Regions from separate parts of the Anas platyrhynchos genome. Here region 1 is linked to region 2. A link is a contact called in public Hi-C data. All regions are on one chromosome and are shown on one strand. Each heading gives the region's core, a stretch centred on a gene start, on an enhancer-like site or on the middle of the called end of the contact. The rest is flanking DNA. Distances are from core to core; before and after follow the strand shown. Region 1 overlaps KIAA0930 (KIAA0930 ortholog). Region 2 holds the start of KIAA0930 (KIAA0930 ortholog).

Evidence for each region. A called contact is a pair of places that touch in the nucleus more often than the background predicts.
Region 1: a Hi-C map of liver shows a contact between it and region 2, with 2.9 times the contacts expected there. The contact joins the enhancer-like site here to the promoter of KIAA0930 in region 2. A contact is called at or near these places in 2 of 8 Hi-C or Micro-C datasets (liver and skeletal muscle).

Annotation. Positions count from the first base shown.
Region 1 is chr1:72,155,529-72,162,850 of IASCAAS_PekinDuck_T2T, forward strand. It overlaps KIAA0930 (KIAA0930 ortholog), which reads left to right. Exons shown (of 11, transcript XM_072041358.1): 11 at 584-5,562. The coding sequence ends at 624. Among named protein-coding and RNA genes, the nearest start is that of NUP50, 23 kb to the right of the region's middle. Within about 2 kb of position 2,338, at least 5 of the 8 cell types and tissues checked have an H3K27ac peak or open chromatin away from gene starts, as enhancers often do.
Region 2 is chr1:72,083,935-72,090,472 of IASCAAS_PekinDuck_T2T, forward strand. KIAA0930 (KIAA0930 ortholog) reads left to right here and starts at 2,011. Exons shown (of 11, transcript XM_072041358.1): 1 at 2,011-2,331. The coding sequence starts at 2,199.

The sequences.
Region 1 (7,322 bases), core at 1,088-3,587, 72 kb after region 2:
GCCCATTATGATAGCTATCTTGCAGGTTCATATTCTGTCACATTTGGGTAATATGGGGCTGAGGAGCTAACAAAACGAATGTTCTTATTGCAGCCTTTTGAGTGCAGAAATGTAGGCTTCAGGCTATAAAATAGATGAAACTGTTGAATTGTTTGTGCCAACATCTTCTGAGCCAAAAACCTCTGTAAGGGACTTGGGGATGATTCCTTTCGGGAAGGAAAAAAACCTTTGGCATAATGTTTCTTACACTTGTTTCTCTGAAGATTGCCACCATCCCCATGCCTGACTCATGTTGTTTCATGCCACTATTAATGACACTTAAATCAGCTCTCATTTCTATATGATGGTTATACTTGCAGTTTACCATCCTTCAACTAGGATGCACCTTGGGAGGGATTAGAATAGATTTCATTAATAGGCAAAGTCTCATTGCTATTTGTAATTTAAATTCCTTTAGTGTTGTAACCAGGGGTCTATGCAGCAGTCTAGAAATGAATCTTCAGTTCTTACTTCCTTGTGCAGTGGCTACTTTCAGGAACCTCCTAAATTTGCTGTTTCTTTTTTGTTTCTTTCCCTTCCCCAGATATCCTGGAAGTGCGTCAGAAACCAATTCTGATGATATAGCAGAGTGGGCACAGCCTTGGAGCCTTGTTGCCAAGTGCCTAACCACAGTGGTTTTCTGTGCTAACACTACCATCTAGTGTCAGGAACATAAACCTCCACTGGAAAAAGGGAAGTCAAAGAATACCAGCCGATCAAAAGTGCCTCTTTCTTCCTTCCTCTGCTGTCATACGCCGTATGCACATTTGCAGTACATCACTTGAGTGTTTCCGATTGGAAGTGGACTTTCAGCAAGATAAAACAAGAAGGGGCTGCGTTTAAAAGGAGTCAATGCTTTATGAACAGTTTATTACTGTGTTTACTTTATAACTAAGAAACCAACAATATGGACAGAATGTGTTAAACTTTATATTCTTTGAGAGAAACAATTTGAGAATTTCATAATGATGTGCTAATGAACGTTGTTCCATAGACTCTCGCCCATACTCTCCTTGTTGGATTGACTTAATTTGTGTGAGTGCGTCTGTGCGTGTTGGGATTGAAGGGATGAGAAAATTTCCTGCTGAAGGAGGAAAAGGAAAATGATACCATAAAGATATATTGCCATTTGGATATGTGCAGTCGGATAGGTCCGAGCTTAAAAAGAGGCTTAAGATGTTCCCATTTGTTCATGTGTCAGTGTTAGGACAGGAGAACTCTGCTGACAAATTTCTGTATCTACCAAAGAACAGCAACATTTTCATCCTCAAGACCTGGCAAAGAAACTGAGCCAGTGAAAAGAAGGCTAAAATGTGCTGCTATACTAAAGCTGAGGTTAATATCCACTACTAATGCTGCTTATCTCTGTTAGTTGATTCAGTTTTAGTTTGAGGCTGAAATGGAAAAATAGGAGGCCACAAATGGACTCCAAAAACTGAAAACCTTACCAATAACCAACACGCTCCTGCACACACTGGACCAAAGTAGGTAAAGTTGTCCTTACTGATAGTGTTCAAGGCCAAGGAGGGCATAAGAGCTGATTAATGTCTTGGCAGCTTTCCCAGATTCATCTTTTCCTGTTGTTTTGCTGTACTGTTACATGCTGAAGCACAACAAGTTTTCTTTTGAGACAAATGTTTTAAATGTAATTCTGCTCTGAAAAGTGACTAAAAATAGCATTAGTGGGAGGTTTTAAATTTGTGTTTTGGGAGGTCTCAGGAAAAAAAAGCCTTATGTTTACAGGTAAAATGCCGCTTTCTCAAAACAGAAAAAGTTTGCACTCCTTGACACGTGAAATCTAAATGATAAAATACTGAGACTACTGCAGTTTGATTCACTGCTTCGATGTGAGAGCTAGTCATACTTCACATTATTTACAGCCACCTAACAGGCATAGCAAAGGGTGGGGTAGCTTGTCACTTATGGCAAGTGACACTGATACACGCACAAAGAAATCTATGAAGAGTAAAGGTGTCTTTTTTTGTCACTATTCAGAGTCTGAGCACCTAAACTCTCTAATGCTGGTGCCACACTTACATGTGCTCTGAGCCTGGACCTTTGTCTCCCTCACACCCAGGCCTTCCTAAAGTACTTTGTTACTTTCTCAGTAGCCTCTGATGACTTAACCTCTCAAATAGGACTCTGCCTTTTTTCCTCAGGTCATGTTCCATGGGAGTAGCTCCACTTCAGTGTTAAAGGTAGACTAACTTTATCATTCAGCCCTACATGATGAATCCAGTATAGTAAGGAGGTCTTTTTTGTTTGTTTGTTTTTGAGGCTAGCCCTGGAAGTAGTCACCATAGTCCAGAGTGACGGCATTTCTAATACTGGCAGCATGACTGCATAACAGGGACAGCTGACCAGTAGTTAGTTTATTTCATATGTTTTGCAACAGCATTACAAAAAAGTTCACATGGTCATTGCCAGCACAGCCACTTCTCATGTTGCAGACTTTGAGTCTCGTTCCATGGGAGTGTGTGCTTGTGTGTGTGTGAGGGTGTTCACGCTGTCTAACCTGAGGCATGCAACTCAGGTGCCTAGGTTTCCTACCTAATCCCAGGGAGAGAGACTGACTCCTAAATGAGCAGCTGAAAAGCTCTCTCTAGGAACTTCAAAGGCAGTCCAGGTGCTTACCTGAGGTCCCTGGGTAGTGTGCCTAGTGCCAGACAGCACAAAGATTCTCCTTCCCAATGTCCATGGCAACAGTTAAACCACTCTTCAACTAGAACACCAGTCCTACTCTGAAGCCTCTGAAGATGTTTTATTTTTTCTATGTTTTCATATTGGGGTGGGCAAAGCAGTGCTGTTTTCCTTCAAATATTCATCAGGGATGGAAGGGAGAGAGATCTAATATTTGTCGTACTAGTGGCAATTGATACCTTTTAGTCAAACAGAGAAATAGCAGACATGGAAACGAAGCAGATCCAGATCGGAACCTGAGTCATGGGTGCCTGAGTACTGCCTAGTTGACAGTAATTTTTAATGCTTTTCTGACATTGGTATATTAAATTTAGGTAGCTTAATTTCATGCATTCTGAAAGACTGGAACAGATCTTACATAAGATTTCAGAGGAAATGACAAATGAAGAAAGATTCTAAAGTAGTACAGTAGTAGAAAGGCAATGTTACAGAAAAGACAGCACAGATCCCTTGTCTATTATATGAGAAATATTGTCTGCTTTGTTATATGTACACAGATGAGTTCTGATGTCTGGTTTTTGAAGGGATGAATATAAAATTCCTATAAAAAAAAAGCTAATTGGTTTATTTTATCCTGCTAGCAGGTATGCTATATCTGTATTGAAGACAACTTTTTTAGTAGAAAAGGGCTACAGGTATGCCCAAATGGACATCCATAGAAAATGGAGATGAAAAAGTCTACTGAATGTCAATAGTGCTTTTTAGAAACAAGTTAGATGTACAAGATTCTCAACTATTTCCTCTCTAAACAACTGATGTGCAGTTCCTATGTGTCGCACATGTTTTCTTAGCTTGTTATCAGGTAGGAGGGAAAAAATGCATATTTTGTTTTGCTTTTAAACCCTTATAATTTATTGTCCTCATACAGACAGATTAACAGAGAAGGTGATCCAAGTTTTGCCTGGGTCAAGGATGCACGGCTGGTTCCTTAACTTGCAATTGCACTATACTAAAAAAAGAAAAGGGAATGTTAGATAGAAACCTCTCACACTTTTAATTTGGAGGGGGTTTTAATTCTGTAGCTCCAAAGCAGTAAACCATTAGATTTGAGCCTCTGTTGACCATTTACGTTGCTGAGGAATGAACTGGAGTGCAGGAAAGTGCAGCTGTCCACATCCTGGCTGTTGGAGTGCAGTGGTTTTCATTTCATTTCATATTGATGTTGATACTTGACATCAGCTCTGTATGAGAAAGCAGCACAGTTAACAGATTCGGGAAGCTTTGCAGAACCTTTTTATTTATTTACAGAATCCCACCATACCTCATTCCGAGTTAACTTCTTCCCTCGCTCTACCCATTTGCTCCCTCTGGAGACCTGGGGATTATCACTTCAACTCTTCACCGATGATATATGTTGACAGATGTCAAATGCAAGACTGTAAATTTTTTCACCCTACGCAGGTTTTTCTTTGTTATCAATTTAGCAAGTAGAAAGCCTTCGGTTTTTAAAGAAAGCTCTTAAATCACTTATTTTGTATTAGCGTATTATTGCTTTGCCTTAGAGACCACAGCATATGTGAAATCATGTTCTTATTGCCAGCCAGTGCAGGACGGGTTCCAAGTCTTCTTTTAAAAGAAGCCTTTTTAAAAAATGTAACAAATCTTTCAGCTGTCTTGGCTAATGCAGGCAGCTGAAAATCCCAGTTTGTGTGGGTTCATGTTCCTTCTCTTTTTGTTCTCCCAGTCCTCATTGTTTATAAGGCTTGAGCATGTTAGGGATGTGGATCACTTGGTTTTGCATTTCTCATCACAGTCGGTGTGGTTGGTTTCCTAAAAAGAGAGTTGTTTGCAAGGATGAGTTTTCACAGTAAAATGGTTTGCGCAAAGTATGTTATCTTACCATGTTTTAATTTAAATAGTCAGGTCCTTGGCTCTGCAAACACACTTTTCTGGCAGATCCTCATGCACAGAATCCCATTCTAGTCACAGAGGTCGGACATGGAGACCACATAAATAGTCTGCACTTTAAGATTGTTGAACTGCTGCTTGCCAATCATGTGTTTGTTTTTTTTTTTTCACTTTCCAGATGATTACTTGTCCTGTATTTTGCAGTCTAAAGATTCCCCGTATTAAAGGTAGATATAAGACACAGTCTTCAAAAGTGCCTAGGTCCTGTTGTTAATCCAATGGGGTTTAAGAACGTTTTTTTTTTTTTTTAATTTAGGAAGTTAGTACTCTTAAATTCTGTGTGGTGAGTAGCAGTGTCAAGAAATCACAAGTTATAGTTCTTGGAAGAACTGGCCATCTCCTACAGACTCACACTTCATGTTAGGTTCTCATGGTCCCAAAGATTATGACTGAAAGCTCTAGAAATTGGATTTCTTCTGGTCACAGCAGTCAGTTATCTGCCAATGCCTTATCTTGTTTTTTGAGGTGTGACTGAAAGTGTGTGGTGTTGGTATATAGAAATTCTGTGTCAAAAATTGGTGCAGCAGAATCCAGTAAAAGGCATTGTTAAATAAGTAGCTTTTACATCAAACCTTAAATGAAACAGTATTTTACACCAGAATGTAGCTGTTTGGACCTTTGATAGAAATAATACAAGACTGCAAGCAGGTTACAATGTTGAATGTGTAAATATATAAATACTTTCAACCTAATTTCATCAAACTAACACTTGTTGCATGGTTTGTTTTTTTGCCTCATTGATGATTAGTGTTGATAAAACGATGATGGGTTGGAAATGATGCTGACACTGTACTGAGCCCTTTGAACAAAGAGCAAGGAGAACCTTTGTGCACCAAAAATGGAGTTGATTTTGCATATGGCAGCAGTGAAGAAAGCGTTGGACCCTGCAGCCAATAAACAGACCTCTTAAACGACCATGAATTTTGTTAGCAGTTTTTACTCTCTACTGTGCCTGGTGGGATTTGAGTTTGAATGTATTCTTTACTGGTGGCAAGCACGAACAGTGGAATAACACTCTGTGGTACTCATAATAAGCATTGCCAAATAGACACTCATGAGAAAAAGTAGTCTGTTTACTCTTTTCTTTTTTTTTTTTCCGCTTGGGCAAAACTTAACTTTCTGACTGCTTGCTGAATCTTTCAATGAACAGCCTCGGGCAACTTCACATTGTATATATAATAGGGGAAGAAGGTAAAAGTCAGTGTACTTCTGAATTTGTTTTAAAAGGCTTTTTGATGTTCCCATTAGGTGCTGGCATTAAAAAAAAAAAAAGTCCTTCTAAACAGGTGTGTTTTCTTTCAAATTAAGTTATATAACCATTAGTATTTAGGTTTGTGTAGAGTGGAATATTGAGACTGTTGGCTGTAATTATTTCTTCATGGTAAATTCAGGAAAAAACTTCAATATGGATTTGTATAGTATTGTTAAATTTTGATTACTTTTTAGCACTTCCATGTTTATACTACCATAACTTGTACTTATCAACATTGAATCAGTTTTGGTTTAAAGACTTGCAAGGCACTACATCTTCCCTCTCCACTTGATTTATGTGACTAACATTTCACAGTAGGCTTTTTGAGGGGATTTTTCTATATAAAAATATAGAAAAAGAAATACCAAACACACCAGTTATAAAGTGGACCTGGTGATGGTTCCATTTCAAAGAAACAGAGACCAAGACTGTTTCACAAACTGTGTGGTGTAACATCTCTTCTAAGATATGCATGCTAGCTTTGTAATCAGCAATAGGTGAGGCAAAAATTAAAAATAGAGGTTAGGGAGAAAGAGAACAGGGCATTTAGGTTCTTTTAGGGTTTTCACTATAGACATTTGAGTAGACTGTTGGCAGTGTCATTCTGTGTGTGCACGTGCAAGTGGAATCTTAACTGGTTAGAAAATGCTAAAATACATCTTGAAAACTAACAAAGACTTTCCTTGAATGCTCTACATTGAAAGCTTTTGAAGGCAGCCAGACTAAGAGAATGCATTAGGTGAAATAGTACAAAAGACTAAGACAGTGGAAGGTTACAAATCATGGTAAGAAAGCTCACCTGTTTGTTTTAGTAGGCCTTTCAACATCAGTTTGTGGAAGGAAAAGGTGTGCCTTGTTTGTTTGTTTCCTTTTAATCAAAATGCTGTAGGGACAGAAGACTGATGCATGCATCTTTGAAAAGTGTTCATGACTTTCATTAATAACTTCCCTAAATACTGAAAGAAGATTGTTTTAACAACGTGCCAGTATATCTTGTTCAGCAGAGTCCCTGCTCTGGAGAGGCAAGTTAACTTGCTTCCTTTCATCCTGATGTAGTTTCTGTTGTCTGCCCTCATCTGGAGCAATGCTCCCAAGAAGTACCGTAATATTGCTTGGCGTGCAAGTTTATCATCAAGGGCTGATGTCCTATAATACCCAAAGATAAGTACAAAGTAAAATCACACATGGCAGACTGAAGAAAAATATGAAAAATAAGAAAAATCTTTGCTAACAAATGGTTACCATGCTTACTTACTCCTGTCAGAAATGTTTCTGAAACTTGTAATAAAAAGTTTGTAGAAAGCAAAGGAGTAAAATTTTCAAAAAGACCAGGTTACCCTATGCAAATCAGGGTAGAGCTTCTACTTTTAAAAGAGCTTTTTCTTGAGGTGTTAATTCCAGCTGCTTTAATGTTTTCCCTGTC
Region 2 (6,538 bases), core at 761-3,260:
TCCTTTTCAAAGCCAATAGGGCCTGGGTCAAAAGGCACGTCCAGATCAGCAGGGGGCGGAACAACAAAGGCCTGCGATGGCAATAGCGGTGGGGGGCCGATGGTGTAGCAGAAGGGTCAGTAAACGAGCCCGCAGCTCCCTCACTGTCTGGCAAACCACACGTTTCTGACTGTGGTCCCACAGGGCTCTTTAAGGCCTCAGAGACTGCTCGCCAGGTGCCGAGCAATCCCACTGCAACCTTGACGTTTTTAGTTGCAGAGTCCCACACCTTGACCTCAATTTGGTCCCATATTTCAGGATCATAAAGTGTCTGATTGTTAATAAGGAGAATAAGACGTAAGGTTACCAGGATGGTCTTTGTTTCTAAGGACATATGATTCCCCATAATGCACAACTGCTTACCAGCGAGGGGCAGTTGTGTGCGCAGGTCTGCTTCTCTCAGCTTGAGCTTCTTTCCAGCTCCAGTGTGCCATTTTCAGCGACTTTCAGTACAAGCTTCTCTGAGAAGTTTGCTGAGTCTGGCCAAACCTATCTTCACAAGACAATCAATGTGCCTGTTCCCGTCCTGGTCTCCGTTGTGCCAGCCAGTTCCTTTTCATTCCTTCTTTCTGCTTCTTTATTGATGACATAACTTCATTATATCGTGTTGCCTTTTATTATCTTGAGGACAGGCTCCCCTCTTCTCCCCACAGCAGTCGTTTTCAAAAACAACTTTTCATTGGTCAAACAACTTTGCAAATAACAACAACAGCAAACACCCAGAAGCTTTCATGCCTTAACAGCTGGAGAACAAGAAACCCCAGACTGCATGGAGTCTCCTGAATCACCCTTCTTTGTTCCCTCTAAACTCTTTTACATTCCTGATGGCCTCATCGTTAAGAGTCTAATGTTATCTTCAACCACGGGGCTTTCTGACCCCCATGGCCATACTCCCACATCTCCCCCTTCTTTATTAATATCAACCATTTTCTCGACACGATTACCACTCCATATATAAAAACACAATGGCATGAGGTAAAGGATACTGTAAATTCCTCTGGCAGCAGAGAGATTTCGTTTTCCTGTCGGAAGGGTCTCATCTTGGCCACGTCAGGAGCAACCTGGAATCTAAGAGCACAGGATAGTCTTCTGCTCTTCTCCCCTTTGTAAACCCAGGGGATAAATAACTCTAAAGCGTGCATTTGTGGAGCCAGTATGGGACTGTAAACCTTTGTTCTTGAAAAGCTGAGAAACGGAACGACCAGATACAACAATAGCAGAGGTCTTTAAGTCCCTTAATTGTATGTCCACGCTGCCCATTGCATTGTAAAAACTAAATATTTTGCTGAAAAACATGCAGTGACTGCAAATTTCTCTCGTGTCCATTTCAGCATGTGGGCCTTCCACAGAAAGCGTTCTTGTCTATGCCCCTGTAATAGGAAATAAGTATATAGTTGTAAAAAGCTATCATTGATAGCATTGATAACTTATTTGTCTCAGAAGCTGGCTTGAAATTGAAACTAGCAATGCGGCATAAATGTCTGCTATTTTGGAGAGCAATCATTCATCATTTGGAAGCTTTTTTTTTTTTTTTTTTCCTTATTAAGCTCTAGCAGAAAGCCAAGCTCTAAGGTGATGTCTAGCTTAAGTTCTCTGACCTCTTTTCTCCTCCGAATTATCACCTTCAGGACTAAGTTTCAAATGGGACTTTGGAAAGGGGGGAGGGGACGGAATGTTGCACAAGCCTCGTTATGTTTTTAGGAAGTGAGGAGGGAATAAAACAATATCGTTCAGTGACTGGTTTGCAAAAGAAAGGCGATTGTGTTGCTCTCCAGCTGCAGCCACAAACTGAGGAGGGCCTGGCTACAGCTAGGGAGCAGGACGTGCGGGTGCTAAGCTGCCTGTGGGGCAGGCTGGTGACCAAAGCGCCCCGGAACCCACCCCCCGGGCGCTTCTTCTCGAGGGCCGCAGTCCCCGTAGGGTCGGGCGGCCGGAGGCGGAAGGGCTGGGGCTAGGGCTGGGGCTGCGGGGCCGAGCGGCTCCGCAGGGGGAGCCCGGGAGCTGCGGTGGGCCGGGCCGGGCCGAGCCGAGCCGAGCCGAGCCGGGCTGGGCTGGGCTGGGCTGGGCTGGGCTCTCCGCTCCCTCAGCGCCGCCACGGGGCGGCCTCGGCTCCGCCCGGCGGCGGCTGAGGCTGACATGAGAGCGTGGCCGGCGGCACCATGGCTTCTGCCGGCAGCGGGCCGCAGGACGAGCGGGCGGGCGGCGAGCCGGGCCGCTCCCTGCAGCACATGCTGCGGGCGATAGCGGAGGAGCGCAGCCGCGCCGGGCTCCGCCAGGAGATCAGCGGCCTCGGTGAGTGGTGGCACGGCACGGCTCGGCCCAGCACGGCCCGGCGGCGGTGGAAGCGCAAGCCCGGCCTGAGGGCTCCGGGGGTGCCGGCGGGCGCAGCCCTGGGCGGCTCCATTGTGTGCGCTGCCCTTGCGGCCAGCAGGCATCGCGTAACAACTATATATATATATAAATACTTTTTTTTTTTTTTTTCAGCGAAAAGTATATTTTTTTTCAATACGAGTGTTTTGTTGTTCTGCTAGCCTGGTTCCTTGTGAATTTCTTCCCCACCCGGGAGTCCCCCGGGTGAGTGGGTGGCTGCTCGCTGTGGTCGGGGTGTGGAGGCTTCCAGCCCGGTTGCGTACGGCTCAGCCCGTGTTGTAGCCTAACACGCCCCCGTTTAGCTGAGGGTGAAAACAGAGTTATGAAATGGGAGCTCGAAGCAGAGGTTTGGTTGGCCTTCGGCACATGGTACGTACAACAGCTGCCTTAACCCAGGTCCTTCGCTAAGGGAAACTCTCCCAGGCCAGGTAATGCTTGGAAATGGCTCGCTATTACATGCAACGGTGGAGATTGTAACTCTGGGAGACAAGAGACACTGACGTGAGGACAGCTTTCTGCCTTATTCGGGACTCTTGTGTATCCTGTGCTGTGAGGGTTGGATGCCCGAGAGTGTTTGAAGAGGCAGGGCTCTCAGTAGCGCGTCTGTGAAACCAAGCTGTTATTTTTTTCCATGTGGCCTCTGTTAATTACTCAGCCTTCGTCAGCTTGCTTTTCCCAAATGTCTGTTTCCAAGTCTTTCTTCGGTCTCTGTAATGTGGGTTGGCATGGGAAATCCTGCTGGTTCTCCTGGGGCCCCATAGGGAGGAATGGGCTCTCCCCTCTTTATTTTTGTCTTGCATGTTGTGAAAGCTTGTGCAAATAGAATGAAATGATGAGTCTTTCTTGTTTCTTTACACTTTTCCTAGAAGAATTGCATCCCCAGATTATATTGGGGTATAAAAATGTTATAGGGCCAAATAAAGTGTTGTGGCAAAGACCCTGTAAGCAAAAGGGGGAGAAAATGACTGTGAGATCACATTTGTTGAAAAGATGTTGTCAGCTCATGTTTGGCCATACCAAATTTGAATAAGAATAAAAGCTCACTGGAATAGAAATTCTGCCACTGGTTTCTTTTACTGGAATCAGCTGGTAAGAACACAGAAGTGCTTCCTCACCGCTTGTGTTTGAACATGTATCCACAGCTACTTATCCTGAGAAGCCCTACTGTGTTGCTTCGGGATGGCCGTGCGAGCTGTGGGACAGTACTGCACTTCTGTCCTGCCAGCTGGAGACTTGTAAGGAAAAACCCTGGAGAACTGCTCAGCTTGGCGTGCTGAGAGCCTTATCTCAGCTGTGCAGGATCTCTCCTGTGCCCGTGCTGTGTGAGCATAGGTTATACATCACCACAGGAGCGTCTTGGGCGTTCAGTTTTTACATCCAGGGAATGGAGCTGAACTTCCACCTGCAGGCACCACAGCTGCTTGACGGGCTGTAGCTGTTGTGCATTTCCCACCATTGTGGTGTCCTGCAGGCAGAGAAGCGCTGTTGATACGGAGTGGGACCTCTCTTGGGATCAGAAATGCAGGCTCAGATTGTCATGTGAAAACTTACGTTGTCGCAACATCTGACCAGTTTTTTTCTTTTTTAATTTGTACCTACTATTCCTTATGGTTTGGGAGGGATGTATTGGAAAGTTTTGGTAAGGCCTAGCAGGTAAAGCTCTTAGTGCTATGAATTGCCACACTTGTATATCAAAGGGTTTTCCAAGAGTTCCATTTCATAGTCTGTTGCACATTGGTACATAACGTTGTCACTCCCTGTGAATTTGTCCTTTTTCCTTACTCTGTGGTTTGTTACTAGGACAATGGTTTAAGTACTTCTCTTAGGTAAAAATACTGAGCTTTTGGAGTTGGGCTCAGCAGACACTGCAAATGGAAAGGCCATCAGGTGAAACCACATGGCTGAAATTCACACACGTCTGGACCGCAATAGCAAGTGCAAAGCATGAAAGGGAGCCAAAGTAGCCATAAGCTGGCTACATTTGGCCTTGGTAACACTGCAGGCATAAAGGCACAAGCTTTCCCTTGAGCTCAGTGCTCTTGCAACTGGTTGTGGTCCCCTGTGGGTTCACACAGCTGACGCAGAAGCTTTCTTCTGCATGCTATTGTCCAAAACAGCCCTGATGGCTGTATGCTTACCTGGGCCAGGTCACATGCTGGGCTGCAGGACCAGCACAACTGTGGCTGATTTTATGTGGGTGGTTTGTCTTCTTATAGTGGCCAAATCCTTTTCAGCTGTGTCCAGAATCACGTTAGGCCAAATCTGTTGGGAGTTCTATTTGCTCTTGAAATCAGCTGGCAAAGGCCTTGATCCCTTAAAAAAAAAAATCTGGATTTTCCTGAGTGTTGTTAACCCCTTTACAGTAAACAGGGACTCAGGGGTCAAATATGTGAAGCCTCTTCCTTTTTATGTGTTTCCTTTAAGTGATCCATTTCCCCACTTTAGGGAGAAAACTTATTTTTGCTGATGTTGGGTTTTGGTGAGAATTGCTTTTTCTCAAGAATATCATGTGAGTGGTTAGAAAAATATTGTCCAAAGCTGTGTAAATCCCCTCATATGGGATTTTCTGTGTTTTGCTGTTTGTGCAGTGTAGAAAATACAGCAAATCCCCTGACATCATGCTTCAGAATAATGACTCATACATGACTCTGTACCAAACTGCTTAGAGGGAAGGATGATGCCACTGAGAGAGGTCTGGGCTGTGCATCAGTTTCATCCAGTTGTGTGGAGCATTACGCCAGCATTGCAGTCAAAGCTGGCTCTGAAATGCAGTTTGGTACAGCATTTAAAGTTGTTCTTGTTCAGGGGGAGTTATGGGCTTGCTTTGTCTTTTATCATAAAGTTGTAGATGCTGACAGGTTCATTGGCTGTCTGTGAGTACTGCACCTTTCCTTTTAGGACCTGCTTGATAAGAACATAAATAATGTTAACTGTGGACTTTCCAGCTGCTGATTTTCTGTCTGGAATCCCTTCCTGTGCTATATTTGCTCTCCTCAACTTTGTTGAACATAAAGCTCTGAGGGTATTTTGGCCAAAGCCCTGAACTGGGAGGGGTTTGTTTATGCCTGAAATGGCTGTGTAGTGTTCTAAGATGCTTAATTTCTTTGTGTCCTTCTGCCCTCCAGGGATGAATTGCCCTGTCTTCAGCATGGCATAATGTGCTTGGATGGAGGTGTGACTTGCTACATACTGGAATTTATAATTAAAAAGGAGGAAAAAAGCAGTAGGTAGGTCTGAATAATGTCTTGAACTGTGGCTGATTGTTAATGGAGCTGTAGTGAGGCTCCTGGGAGGCAGCTGGTTCAGGAATAGGTGAGCTGTCAAAAACTGCTGTCTGTAGGCACTGGGGATCTGCAATTCTAGTGTTTACAGGTGCAAGTCAAGAGGCCAGACCCCACAGAAAGCCTGATAGTCCTATCTGTAATGAAGTGCTTCCCTTTGGCTTCCTGTCAGTAGAGGAGATGCTTTGTGTCTCTGACCCACTGTTGATAAGGGGAGGGCAGAGGGATGTGTTGTTGGCAGAGGGACAGCAGAAAGAGGAACCTTTATCCTTAAAGCCTGAGGATTGCATGGACTTGTTTGTGCAGCATTGCTCCTCAGAGCTTGTCATGTGAGTAAAGGCAGTGGGATGATTCATGTGCCAAATGATCTTAATGAGTAAATCCTGGAAATACATAGGTTGCTGGCCTTCCAGAGAGAAGGAAAGGACGGGGGCATATGTTCAGTGCTCATGCACATGAGCCTTGTGAAAATATGACAGGAATGTGAAGACCTCAGTGGGAAAATGTAGGCAGAAGGATGAAGCATAGCAAAATAAGTGTTTGGAAAGCCAACTGGGTTAAAACAATAATTAAAAAGAATTACAAATAATTCAGACTTGGAAGTACTAAATTCAGGCCTTAACTTCACCATAGTGTGGTAACTATTTTAATTAAATTATAATATTCAAAAAGGATGCATTTGTTTTTGCAACTGAAGAAAGTGTAACTGCTGAGTAGGTGGAAATATCTTCTGAGGATTTGCTGCACTACAGAACTAGTTTGACAGGAGTAACTTGGATGCAGAAAGAAAATACATTCTTCATTCATATTTGTAACTGGGGCTAGTTGGGTGACTTGTCCCCTCAGAG